Regions from separate parts of the Mus musculus genome. Here region 1 is linked to region 2. A link is a contact called in public Hi-C data. All regions are on one chromosome and are shown on one strand. Each heading gives the region's core, a stretch centred on a gene start, on an enhancer-like site or on the middle of the called end of the contact. The rest is flanking DNA. Distances are from core to core; before and after follow the strand shown.

Region 1 (5,074 bases), core at 183-2,682, 280 kb after region 2:
GCAGATGCCTGGCGAGCCCTCAAGAACCCCAGCATCGGAGAAAGCAGCATTGAGGGCCTGACTAGTGTGCTGAGTACCAGCGGAAGCCCTACAGATGGACTCAGTGTCATGCAGGGACCATACAGCGAGACAGCCAGCTTCGCTGCCCTCTCAGGGGGCACACTGAGTGGTGGTATTCTCTCCAGCGGCAAGGGAAAGTACAGCCGGTAAGTAGAGAGGTGGTCTGTAGCAGGCATTGGAATTATTTGTAAGAGAGGACACACCGAGCCACATCTCTATACCACTTTAAGCATCAGTGGTATTTTATTTTTCAAAGTTCACAAATTCTTTGCATCATAGTGACTTCCACTTAAAGAATAATGTTGACTTTAGGTCTTGCTGCTTCATTCTGCTGCCTGCTCTAGGAAGCAAGAAGAGCAGAAGGCAGGCGCTCTGTTAGGCTTGTCGTTGGTTTTATGCTGTGTCACGTTGACTCTGGTACTGTACTCTTCATGACCCTCTTATTCCCACTGGATAGAGTAGGAAAATCAGTTCTGTGAATTTGTGTTAAGAGTACAGAAAGCCTTGTCAATAAAAATAACTGATGTACTTGCATTTTGCTGATGTGCCCTACCGTAATGCCATAGTTATTCATATTTACATATACAGCTGGCGTTAGAGGAGAAGCAGTTAGTTGAGTTCAGTGGGGAAGAGTGGCCTCGTGGAGCACAGCAGAGCAGGAGGTGAGGGAGACAGAGCATTGTCTCAGGTACCTGGAGGGATCCTGCTAGGAAAGGATTAGTACTCCGTGACTGACAGGCAGCAGCCTCCACTGATTTCATGTGCTATGGAGAACATGGAGGAGGCTGTAGGAAGGCCCCAGAGAGGACACTGCCTCACAGAGGACCTGGGCGGTTAGGGCGAGAGCAGATGGCGATTTGGCTGCAAAGAAGATGCAGTGGCAGATGGCGAGTGGACTAGATCTTCACCTTGGTGTCCTTCATTCGCCTGGGAACCTCTTAAAATAGACTCTAGGAGCATATTTCCAGAATTAATAACTTAGGCTGTCCTGGGATGGGACCTGAGGGTGGTCTATGTTTAGAGAAGACTCCCCAGATGATTCTAGTGTAGCCGCTGGCATGAACCAGCCTCTGGCAGCCACCAAGGAGGTGACCTGGTAGGTTCTGAGAAAGGCTTTGACCACTGAGTGTGTGGCAGAGCTGAAGCTGGAACACAGGCCTGAGAGCACCCCCCAGTTGCCCTCATTTCCTAGTGTGGGGCAGAGACACAGGCAGCGGGATGGAGCTGCTGCTGACCTAGCTGCATCTTCTGACTAGTGTCCCTTGTTAACGGCCCCTGCCCCCACATGCTGGAGTATTCACTGCTGTGCTCTCTTAAAACCAGCTCCCCTTGAATGAGCCACAGACATAGTTGGAGCGTGACTTGCTGAGACTGCAGTGCAGCCGGCAGCTGCTGCATCCAGTGAAAGCCGTTCCTTTATGGGAAGTGAATGAGTCAAATGGGCTGGACTGCGAAACCCATTATGAAGAAATACTGAAGTGCAGAACAAAATGGTGCTGAGCCAGAAAGGAAGCAGTTAGGGGTTCCCAGCCTTGAAACCCTATTAGGAAAGTGCTGTTGATGAGGGAGGAGGTTGGCTCCTATATGCCCTTCATTCCTGCAGCCTGGAGGTTACCTGATTACTACGTGTTTGAGTTCTTCCTCTGTGTCCAAGGTAGAAAGGGCAAAGCAGGAATGAGTTGTGAACTCTTCCTTCCGGGGCCTCACAGAGCAGTGGAGAGAGGTGTGGAAGTTGGTGCAGAAGAGGGTTGGGCACTCAGCTGGAGGTGCCTGCCGGGTGCTGGAAGAGAGAGAGTAAGAGGAAATGGTAGTCCTTTGTTGTTAAAGACCTGGCATAAGTTGTTCAGGCAGAGAAAGAGAAACTTTTGAGACAGGGCATAGCATCCACAAAGCCATGGAGGTACAGAATGAAAACTCAGGGGTTGTGATGCTGGAATTGGGGTAAGAAAAGGAACCCAAGCCGCTAGCAGGTCGGGAAGGCCACAGATGTCTGTAGGCAGGAAGGGGGCCAAGAGTTAAGAGATTTTAGGATGGTTGGGTCTTGGCCTGCGTTGACACTGCTCTGGAAAGTTGCTTGACTTGAATTTAGGGGCTGCTGGACACAAGCCCGGTGTTGATTTTTTTAGTCAAGGACTTATGTTAAAGGGACAGAAAGGAGGGGGCAGTTTCACTTGATATGTAAGAGAGGAACTATGCTGGCATGTATTTGAACTGTTTGGCAGTTGGAGGTGATCCAACAGATTATCACAGTTCTCAAGAGAATAATGGAAGAGGTGTGTTCCAGGAAACAAACCGTCAGAACCCTGCTTCTCCTGTTAACTTGCACATCCCCTCTTTACACAGGTTAGAAGTTCAAGCTGATGTCCAAAAGGAAATTTTCCCCAAAGACACAGCCAGTCTTGGTGCAATTAGCGACAGCGCAAGCACTCGTGCTATGGCCGGTTCCATAATCAGTTCCTACAACCCACAGGACAGGTATGAGCAGGCAGAGCCCGGGACAGCTGTATTCATTGGGTAATAGGTCCTCAGCGCTCCCTTCCTCATCTCAGGGCCCTGGGTGCCATCTAGTGGAGATGTGGCGTGCTTCTGAATCCATTGTGCTGGAGTGTTCATCTCTTAAATCTTGTTAGCCTTTGACTTTCCTCCCTCCCTCCTTTCTTCCCTCACCATCTCTTTCCCACCTTTTCCTTCTTTTGTCTAGCTGTTGCAACAGTGGAATTATTCAAATGGAGTTTAAAGAGCTAGACTGATGTTAGCTAGGGCCTGGGTCTAGATCTCCTCTCCGTTCCACTGCAGGAGGAATGAATGGCTTCTGACTGTGATGCAGTCGTAACAAGCTGCCAGCTTGCTCTTACATTTCTATTAAAAGTAAGGTAGGATGAGGTACTTAGTTGAATTCTGGAAGCTATTTATTTGTGTGTTAGATTGTTGTAAATGAGTATGCATATATGTATACCTACATGCCAGAAGAGGGCATCAGATACCATTACAGATGGTTGTGAGCCACCATGTGGTTGCTGGAAATTGAACTCAAGACCTCTGAAAGAGCAGCCAGTGCTCTTAACTGCTCAGCCATCTCTCCAGTCCCTCTGGAAGCTCTTTTTAGATGTTTTAAGGAGAGCAAGCGTGTGTGTGTGTGTGTGTGTGTGTGTGTGTGTGTGTGTGTGTGTGTGTGTGTAAAGGGAAAGTGAGAAGTGAGCTCTGGTCTACGTGGACCCACCTCTTCTAACTACTTAAGCCAAAACCCAGAAACTATTTTAGGAGCAGGTATAATATAACATAACCTATGCGTGACTCTCAGCACAGTGAATTTTGTTCCCACAGAGAGTGCAACAATATGGAAATCCAAGTGGACATTGAAGCCAAACCAAGTCACTATCAGTTGGTGAGTGGCAGCAGCACAGAGGACTCGCTCCATGTCCATGCTCAGGTGGCAGAGAAGGAAGAAGAGGGTAATGGTGCTGGTGGTGGCAGCGGTGGCAGTGAAGACGATCCCCCTTACAAACACCAAAGCTGTGAACAGAAAGACTGCCTGGCCAGCAAGGCTTGGGACATCAGCCTGGCCCAGCCTGAGAGCATCCGCAGTGACCTGGAGAGCTCTGACACGCAGTCAGATGACGTGCCAGACATCACCTCAGATGAGTGTGGCTCGCCCCGCTCCCATGCTGCAGCCTGCCCCTCCACCCCCCAAGTCCACGGTGCACCGAGCCCAAGTGCCCACAAGAACCTCGCTGCTCCAGCTGAGGGCCAGACTGTCTTGAAGTCAGAAGAGTATGAAGTGGAATGAAGGCCCCTGTTCTGAGAAGCACACTTGTTGTAACTGCATCTTTTGGAATCTTTTTCGGGGGAGGGTGGGGATTTATGTATTTTGTTTCAAAGATTCTCTGGTCAGGGTTCCCCCAGGGAAGTTCTGAGAAATTTACAATTTCTTACCAGATAAAAAATGAAATTTGCCTCTAGTATCCCTCCCCCTATCCTCTCATTTTTAGTTTTAATTTATTGGCTAAACTGATGTTGGCAATCTGTGAGGTGTGTCAAAGAATGTACATATGTATGTGTGTATATTGTATGTATGCTAACATTATTGATGACACATTTTAATAAAGAATTCTGTCATAACTGACCTCATGTCACTGTCCTTGGCTTGGGTAGTCCTGCAGAGCCAAGTGTTTATTGGAAGAGTAGTCTATCTGTCTGTGAGAGGCCTGCGGTTTTCTAACCCCAGGGAAGAAGGGTTTTACTCCCTCCAACTGCAGTGGAGTCGCTTGTAGAGCAGCTTCTCCTCCCATACAGGAAGCCAAGGCAGGCTTGCTGTAGACTGGAGTCAGGCTGAGTCTGCAATAGCGAGGAGACCGAGTTGCACCTTTTTTGCCCTCGAGAGGCAGTTCTGCAGTTTTCCTGTCAGAGCCAGATTCATACTCACCACACTCTATAGTCAGTGTTTAGGGGCAGAGTCTGTGGAGAGGGCTTGGTGACCCCGCAGGGTTACAGTTAGGAAGCAACTGGGGCTGAAACCCAGATCCCTGTGCATACTGTGTAGCTGCTCTACCCCTGAGCCGCATCCCAGCCTAGGAGCCAAGCCTATGGGAGCAAGAGCTGTTTCTGCAAGATCCCAGGCAATAGCTAGCATAGATGTTGGCTGTGCTCTCAGGTACACGCTCCCTGCCAGCCTAGTTAGAGAGAGGCTGAGAAATGCGGCCTCCAGGGAAAGCAGCGGGCAGGCGTGCCGCCCAAGTCTCCCTTGAGCTTACACGGTTAGCAGGAGTGAGCTGTTAGTACCAGAAATCTGGGCACTGTCAAGAATAAGGTCCTTGGGCTGGGGGGAGCGGGGGGTGGTTCAGCAGAGGCATGCTTGGCTAACGTGGACAAGGCCCTGGGTTCAGTCCCTGGTACCATAAAGTAATAATAGTAATGATAATAAATAATGTCTTTAGGAATGAAAGCTCATACAAAGAACTGCAGAGCAAGAGATTCAATGTCAGAATTCCAGATCTGACTGTCAGTTACTTTCCTA
Region 2 (5,794 bases), core at 2,502-5,001:
GAGAAGGTCTCAGATGCCCAGAGCCACAAAAGAAAATACGCAGGGGCTCATGTAACAGTGGGAAGCTATTTACAGCAGACGGTCAGCAAAGGCCCCTTTGAGGAGGTGATGTTCGATGGTGCCACGGGATCGGGGAAAAAAAAACATTCCAGGTCAGGGAAGGTGCGCAAAGAAGCTAGCGTGGCCAGAGGTGGTAAGATATAGGGGTAGGCAGGGCAGGGCTGGCGCGTGAAAGCAGAGGTTGAAAGGTGGGCAAGGCTGAAACTACAGAAGCCCCCCTCCCCCTCCCCATCCCCGTAGGCCAGAATTATTACTTATTTTTCTACTAAATTTCTACTACTTATTTTTCTTCTAAATGTTCAGGAAGCAGTGGAACTTTCAGCAGGGGGAGAAGGGGATTGTCAGGGTCCACAGATCACTTGGCATTCTGAAAACCCCCCCGCCATGGTTCACAGAGACAAGGCCTGGACTAGAAAAGTAAATGACGGTCCTTATGGGGCAGTGACCATGTCCTGAGCACATGCCCAGGACATGCCTGGCCGGGCGGGAGACCTCAGAGCCACTGTTATTATCTCCCCCCATCATGGTGAGATAAGGACAGCGCCCACTGTACAGGTGGAAGCTCACAGAGGTACAGGGCATGCTCAGAGATCTGAGACACAAATGCTAAAGAGCCTCTGATACTCTCAATCCCTAGGAACGTACCCGAAGCCTTGGCTTTTCTCCTCTGTTGGTATTCAAAAGTGCCAGGGTTACATTTGCATCTCATATCTGTCCAACCTGGGCTGGGGGGAGCTGGACTGATTGGATGGATGGAAGGATGGATGGACGGACGGACGGACGGACGGATGGTTGATGGGACAGACAGGACTACTGAACTGACCCATAGACTAAGAAGTGGACAGTGGAAGAACAAATGAATGGCCTAGTCACAAATGAGAGACTATACAAACAGTAAGAATACAGAGCAACAAGAGAAGAGGCAAGGAATGGCTGCCTAGGGAAGGGCAGGGCTAAGCTTGCTTTAGACAGAGGCCACAGCTTGCTCACACAGCAGTTTCTTCCCACCTAAGACCAAGCTGGCCTCTGTTTCCCAAGGTCACCGCAGACTATCCCTTAGCCCCTAGGGCCAACTTATCTAGTGTAGCCATTACCCGCCAGCCCCTGCACCAGCTAGCTCCCCTACACCCAGCCCAGTGTTTCACTCTCTCTCTCTGAGCATTTCACAGAAAAAAGGAGACAGGAGATCGGGGCTCCAGAACAAGCTAGGGCCAGACTTGGAGCCAGTGCTTTCCTCTCCGAGTCCAGATGACCTCCGGGGCCTTTTCATCTCTGACATTCTTTGGGGTGGGAGTAAGCCTCTGGATTTTTACACAGCCACTGGGGTCAGCAGAAGAATTTCAGACCAAAAACTAGAAGTTGGGAAAGGTCCTGCCCACAGCACCACCCACTTAGGAAAGGCCCACACAAGGAGTCTGCAGGCCATCCCTCCTCCGTCACTGCCCAGCCTCTCTAAGCCTCAGTTTCTTAATTTTAAAATGAGTTCAACTGCCCCCACCTGAACATCTGACCTCAACTCAGTTTTGGGGAGCGCCTGACATGGCTGTAGCCACATAGGACATGGTACACACTGTGACATTTGATTTCCTGAAATGTGATGATAATGGGGTCCAGGGGGAAAGGAAGGGGGCCACACTGTCTATTCCTGTTCAGTTTTGTCTGAAGCAAACCATGCTGGGGGTGAGAGCGCTCCAAAACAGAGAACCCAAACGTGGGTTCCAGTCTCAGCTCTCCTCTACTGGGCAGAGTAGTGACTCTTGGGCCTCAGTTTCTCCATCTAAAACCTTGTTGGTTCAGAACCGGGTGACCCAGGCATGCCTAGCTCTGCAGCTCAACGCTCTCAGGCCTTGTTCCCACTGGCTGCCCTTGGGGAGCTCACATTGGCCTGGTGAAGCCAGGACACCGCTCTGAAAGGAGACTTTTCCCTCCAGGAAATGGGGGGAGGGCCCTAGATAAGCACAAAGGCTCAGAGCATCCTCCTAGGACAGAGTCTCCCCCAAAAGGGGAAAAGACCACATTCAGATTTTATGGGCCTGGCCTCATACCACTCTGCTGCCTGTACAGTCACCAGCCAGTCCAGTCAGCCACTTCAGAAACTCAACTGATGTCCAATCAGGAGACTTCAAAGTGGCAGGCCGGGTGGCAGAAAGGAGTTAACACAAGCAGAGGACAGGCCCAGAACACAAGGGCCAGGCAGTCAGCTACTCCTATGTATATCGGGACCCACAGGAGCTGCAGGCCTGTACCCAGCTAAAAACCCACCACTAAGGACATTCATCAACAGAGGCCATCTCTGGAGGCTAAGAAGACCACCCATACCTGAAGGGGGTTCTTCCACTGCAATCAACCAGACTTGCCCCAAGAGGGGGCTACCAAAACTTCCTGTCCACCAAGGGGGCTCTGGCCACCCATGAAGGGGCAAGCCTCCCTCCATCTCCAACACACACACAGCTCCTAAAGGATCCACACTGCTGGAGGACAGGGTGGCAAGAAGGGTCATGTCCTCATGACAGGGATCTTAGCTCCAAACCCTGGGCCCACTTTATGCCCCTAGAGCCAGCCAACTCCCCCAAATCTGGGGCTACAATATAGTTCCTTACAATACCACTTTGATACAGAGCCTCGTCCAAACGACTCCTCCCAAAACCTCTCACCTCAGCCCTACACACACACACACACACACACACACACACACACACACACACACGACATCCCCACCCACGCAGTTCTGGGGAAACCGGCAGTTAACTTTTCCCAAAAACCCTGCAAAGGCGACTAGCTAGGTGGGAAGAAACAGAGAAATGGGCCCCCATATCCTTTCGCGGCATCTCAGGGCCCTCAGGGGAAGAAAAAAAAAATCTTAAAAAAAAAAAAAAGCAAGAAAGAAAAGAAAACTTTCAGAGTTAACTTTAAATTCCCAGCCCCCTCCCCCCAAATCACCCGGCAGCTTCTCTCCCCCTTATTTTTTCCTTTAAAGTGTAATTGTATTGTGTCTCACCTCCCCGAAAGGCTCCCGGCTCTCTCCAAAGAAAAGGAAAAAAGCCAACCCTTCGGGTGCCCCCTCTGCTTCCAGCCGCCTCTCCCACATTCTCAGACAGTTTTATTAAAATCTTCAGACAAAAGAAAAACAAAAATGGCAGCCTGGCTTATTTTTAAAACAGGACAGGGACGCCATATTCTGCAGATCTGCAAAAAAACGGAGAAATCCGGCACTGGCCGCTCCACCGGGCCGGCTGCAAAGTGCGCGAACCGCGCCGTTTGCAATCCGTTTATTTGCATTAAGCCCCATGAATCATTGTTTACCGGAGAATTGCAGCAGGTTTGAATAGCCCGGCTTAGGAAAACACACACGCACACACTCGGAGACGAACCCCAGACACGCCGCGGGAGACGCTGCCTACCCCGCGCGCGCAGCCGCCGCAGCCACGGCCGCCCCGGGGCCCGGCCCGAGGCACCGGCGACCCCCGGGCCCACGCAGCGCGGCCGCCCCGCGCTGACAGCGCTCGCGCCCGCCCGGCCCCCGCCCCGCAACTCGGCGCAACTTTCCCGCGGGCGGGCCCGCTCCCCCGCGCGCCCCGGGCCCGCACGGACCTGGCAGTGCTGGCGGCGCTCCGGGACGCGGCCGCAGCCCCGAGCCCGGCGGCCCGAGTAGGGCCGGGCTGGGGGCTCCCGGCTTCGGCGGTGGCGGCGGTGGCGGCGGCGCGCGGCTGGGGCTCGGTGCGGAGCGGCGCGCAAACCTTCCGGGTCGCCTGCTGTTCACTTCTGGGTTCTGCAGGCGCCGCGGCGGCGGAGGCCGGCTGTGCAGCCGCGCGGCCCCGGCGCGCTGGGCCCCGCGAGCGAGCCGCGTCCGGCCCCCCGCCTCTCGGCTGCGCAGCCCGCCCGGCCCCGGGGCTCCGGCGAGTGGGCAGCGCCCGGCGCTGGCGACGGCGAGGGGAGGGGGCCGGCGGGGCGGGGACGGGCCGCGCGCTGGGGGCCCCCGCTCGGCCCCGGGGCCTCGTCTCGCGCTCGCCGCCGCCGCCGCCAAGGAAAGTTGCGCGGCGCCCCCTGCCCGCGCCGCGCCGCGCCGGAGGCTGAGCCACAAAGGAACTCCGCGCCCCCCTCCGCCCGCCCGAGCCGCGCGGGGAGGGCACCGGCGCCCGGCCCTAGGACAGCCCCTTCCCCAGCACGGGGGCTCCCGGGGCCCGGGCGGCCGCGGCCATTGTCCCGCCCAGACTCCGCTCCCGGGTGGCGGTGGCCTGGGGACCCGGGACTGGCTGGTCACGCTGCTCTCGGGAGGGGTGGGGGTGTCCCTCCTTGGGAAATCGCAAGCTGGTGCAGACCCCCACGGTGCTCCCCCCCCCCCCCACACACACACCCGGTGACAAACGGCCAGGCTCAAGATCCCTGCTAAGATTTTGGTTATTTATTTCTGAAGAAAGGACGTGGGGGCGGGGTGGGGTGCAGAAGTTTGCACAAGCCAGGACACCGCTTCCCAACCCTAGGCCTGAGTCTCAGCGGTGGGGCGACCAGGAGCTGACAGCACTTCTAGAAAGTCTATCAGAGGTGGCACCGCCTGTCCCCCCAGCTCCAGACCTCAGAGCCATCTGCGCGACTCCTCCTCCCGCCTCACCCTCCCCAGCCAATCAGTCACCAAGTCCTCTTGATTCGGCCTCGCGGGCTGTGTCAACTTCTAAACTTCACTTCTACCTGAGGAGGCAGGCATTCCCGATTCCGAACCCGCTTAGATTTCTGTGGCACACTCTGCTGTCCACCTGCAGGCCTAGAGGATCAGGGCTGCCTCTGCCGTCCTAAGCATCCCAGAGAAGGAAGGACACAAAAAACCATCCTGCTTTCTGGGAAGTATAAGTTCATAGGCACGTGCGCTAGTTGGCTGGGAACACAGTTCTAAAAAGTGTGGACAAAGTCGCTGTCCTCGTGAGGATTCCAGTTTAGCACAGGATGTCACACATTGGGGAAGCTGGAGGGTGGGACCCACGGAGGTCGTTGGTTCCTTCTCAAAGCATCAAGCACACAATTCCGGGCATAGGGCAGAGGCACAATAAGCAAGCGGCAAAAATTAACTGGAATGATATGGTATTGACAACACAGAGAAGGCTACTCTCCTAGAGAGATAGGGGCTGTTTTCAGAACATGGCTCTGGGATGAGCCTGGAGAAGAGAGGAACACCTTTGTTCTGAAAACAAAAAGACTAGCCCAGAGTTGAGAAGGTTCTGTGAGGAAAAACACTGGCCAGCAATGGGAATGAAGCGAGAAATCACCCGTGTAGAAGAATCAAGAATCGAGGTGTGGGATGTGGGGCATGGGTTTTAGAGTGACTTCCTTCCAAATGCACAGTCAGAAAAGGAAGAAGAAAACAAATGAAGGGCACATCAGCAGCCATGAATCATGCTGACGGTGTGCACATTTGACGAGATGAAAAGCAAACCTTCCGGGGCTGGAGGCATGACTCTGCAGTTAGAATGCACTGGGCCTGAGGACCTGAGTTTGGTTTCTACCACCCAAGTCCTGTGGCTCACAACAGCCTGTAACTTTAGCTCCGGGGGATCCGATGCCCTCTTCTGGACTCCTGCAGAACCTTCTCTCATATATGCACAGACCCCCTCCCCTAGCATAATTAAAAACAATAAACATTCTTAACAAAAAAAAAAAAAAAAACCTTTAGGGGCTGGAGAGCTGGAGGGCTTGGTCAGCATTCATGGTTCTACAGTTTAGATTCCAGCATCCATGTTAAAGA

What was found. Hi-C and Micro-C count contacts between places; a contact is called where the count stands out from the background.
Region 1: a Hi-C map of cerebellum shows a contact between it and region 2, with 2.7 times the contacts expected there. The contact joins the enhancer-like site here to the promoter of Zfp362 in region 2. A contact is called at or near these places in 2 of 39 promoter capture datasets (embryonic stem cells and hippocampal neurons), 4 of 484 Hi-C or Micro-C datasets (cerebellar granule neurons, cerebellum, embryonic stem cells and 1 more) and 9 of 115 datasets of contacts at active chromatin or transcription factors (the NIH/3T3 cell line, astrocytes, craniofacial prominence and 6 more).

Annotation. Positions count from the first base shown.
Region 1 is chr4:129,080,344-129,085,417 of GRCm38.p6, forward strand. It overlaps Rnf19b (ring finger protein 19B), which reads left to right. Exons shown (of 9, transcript NM_029219.2): 7 at 1-206; 8 at 2,404-2,535; 9 at 3,385-4,183. The coding sequence ends at 3,847. Among named protein-coding and RNA genes, the nearest start is that of Tmem54, 23 kb to the right of the region's middle. Within about 2 kb of position 1,433, at least 103 of the 459 cell types and tissues checked have an H3K27ac peak or open chromatin away from gene starts, as enhancers often do. A contact at or near this core is called in the NIH/3T3 cell line, astrocytes, cerebellar granule neurons and 1 more, where this site is marked.
Region 2 is chr4:128,802,361-128,808,154 of GRCm38.p6, forward strand. It overlaps Zfp362 (zinc finger protein 362), which reads right to left and starts at 3,752. Exons shown (of 9, transcript NM_001081098.1): 1 at 3,652-3,752.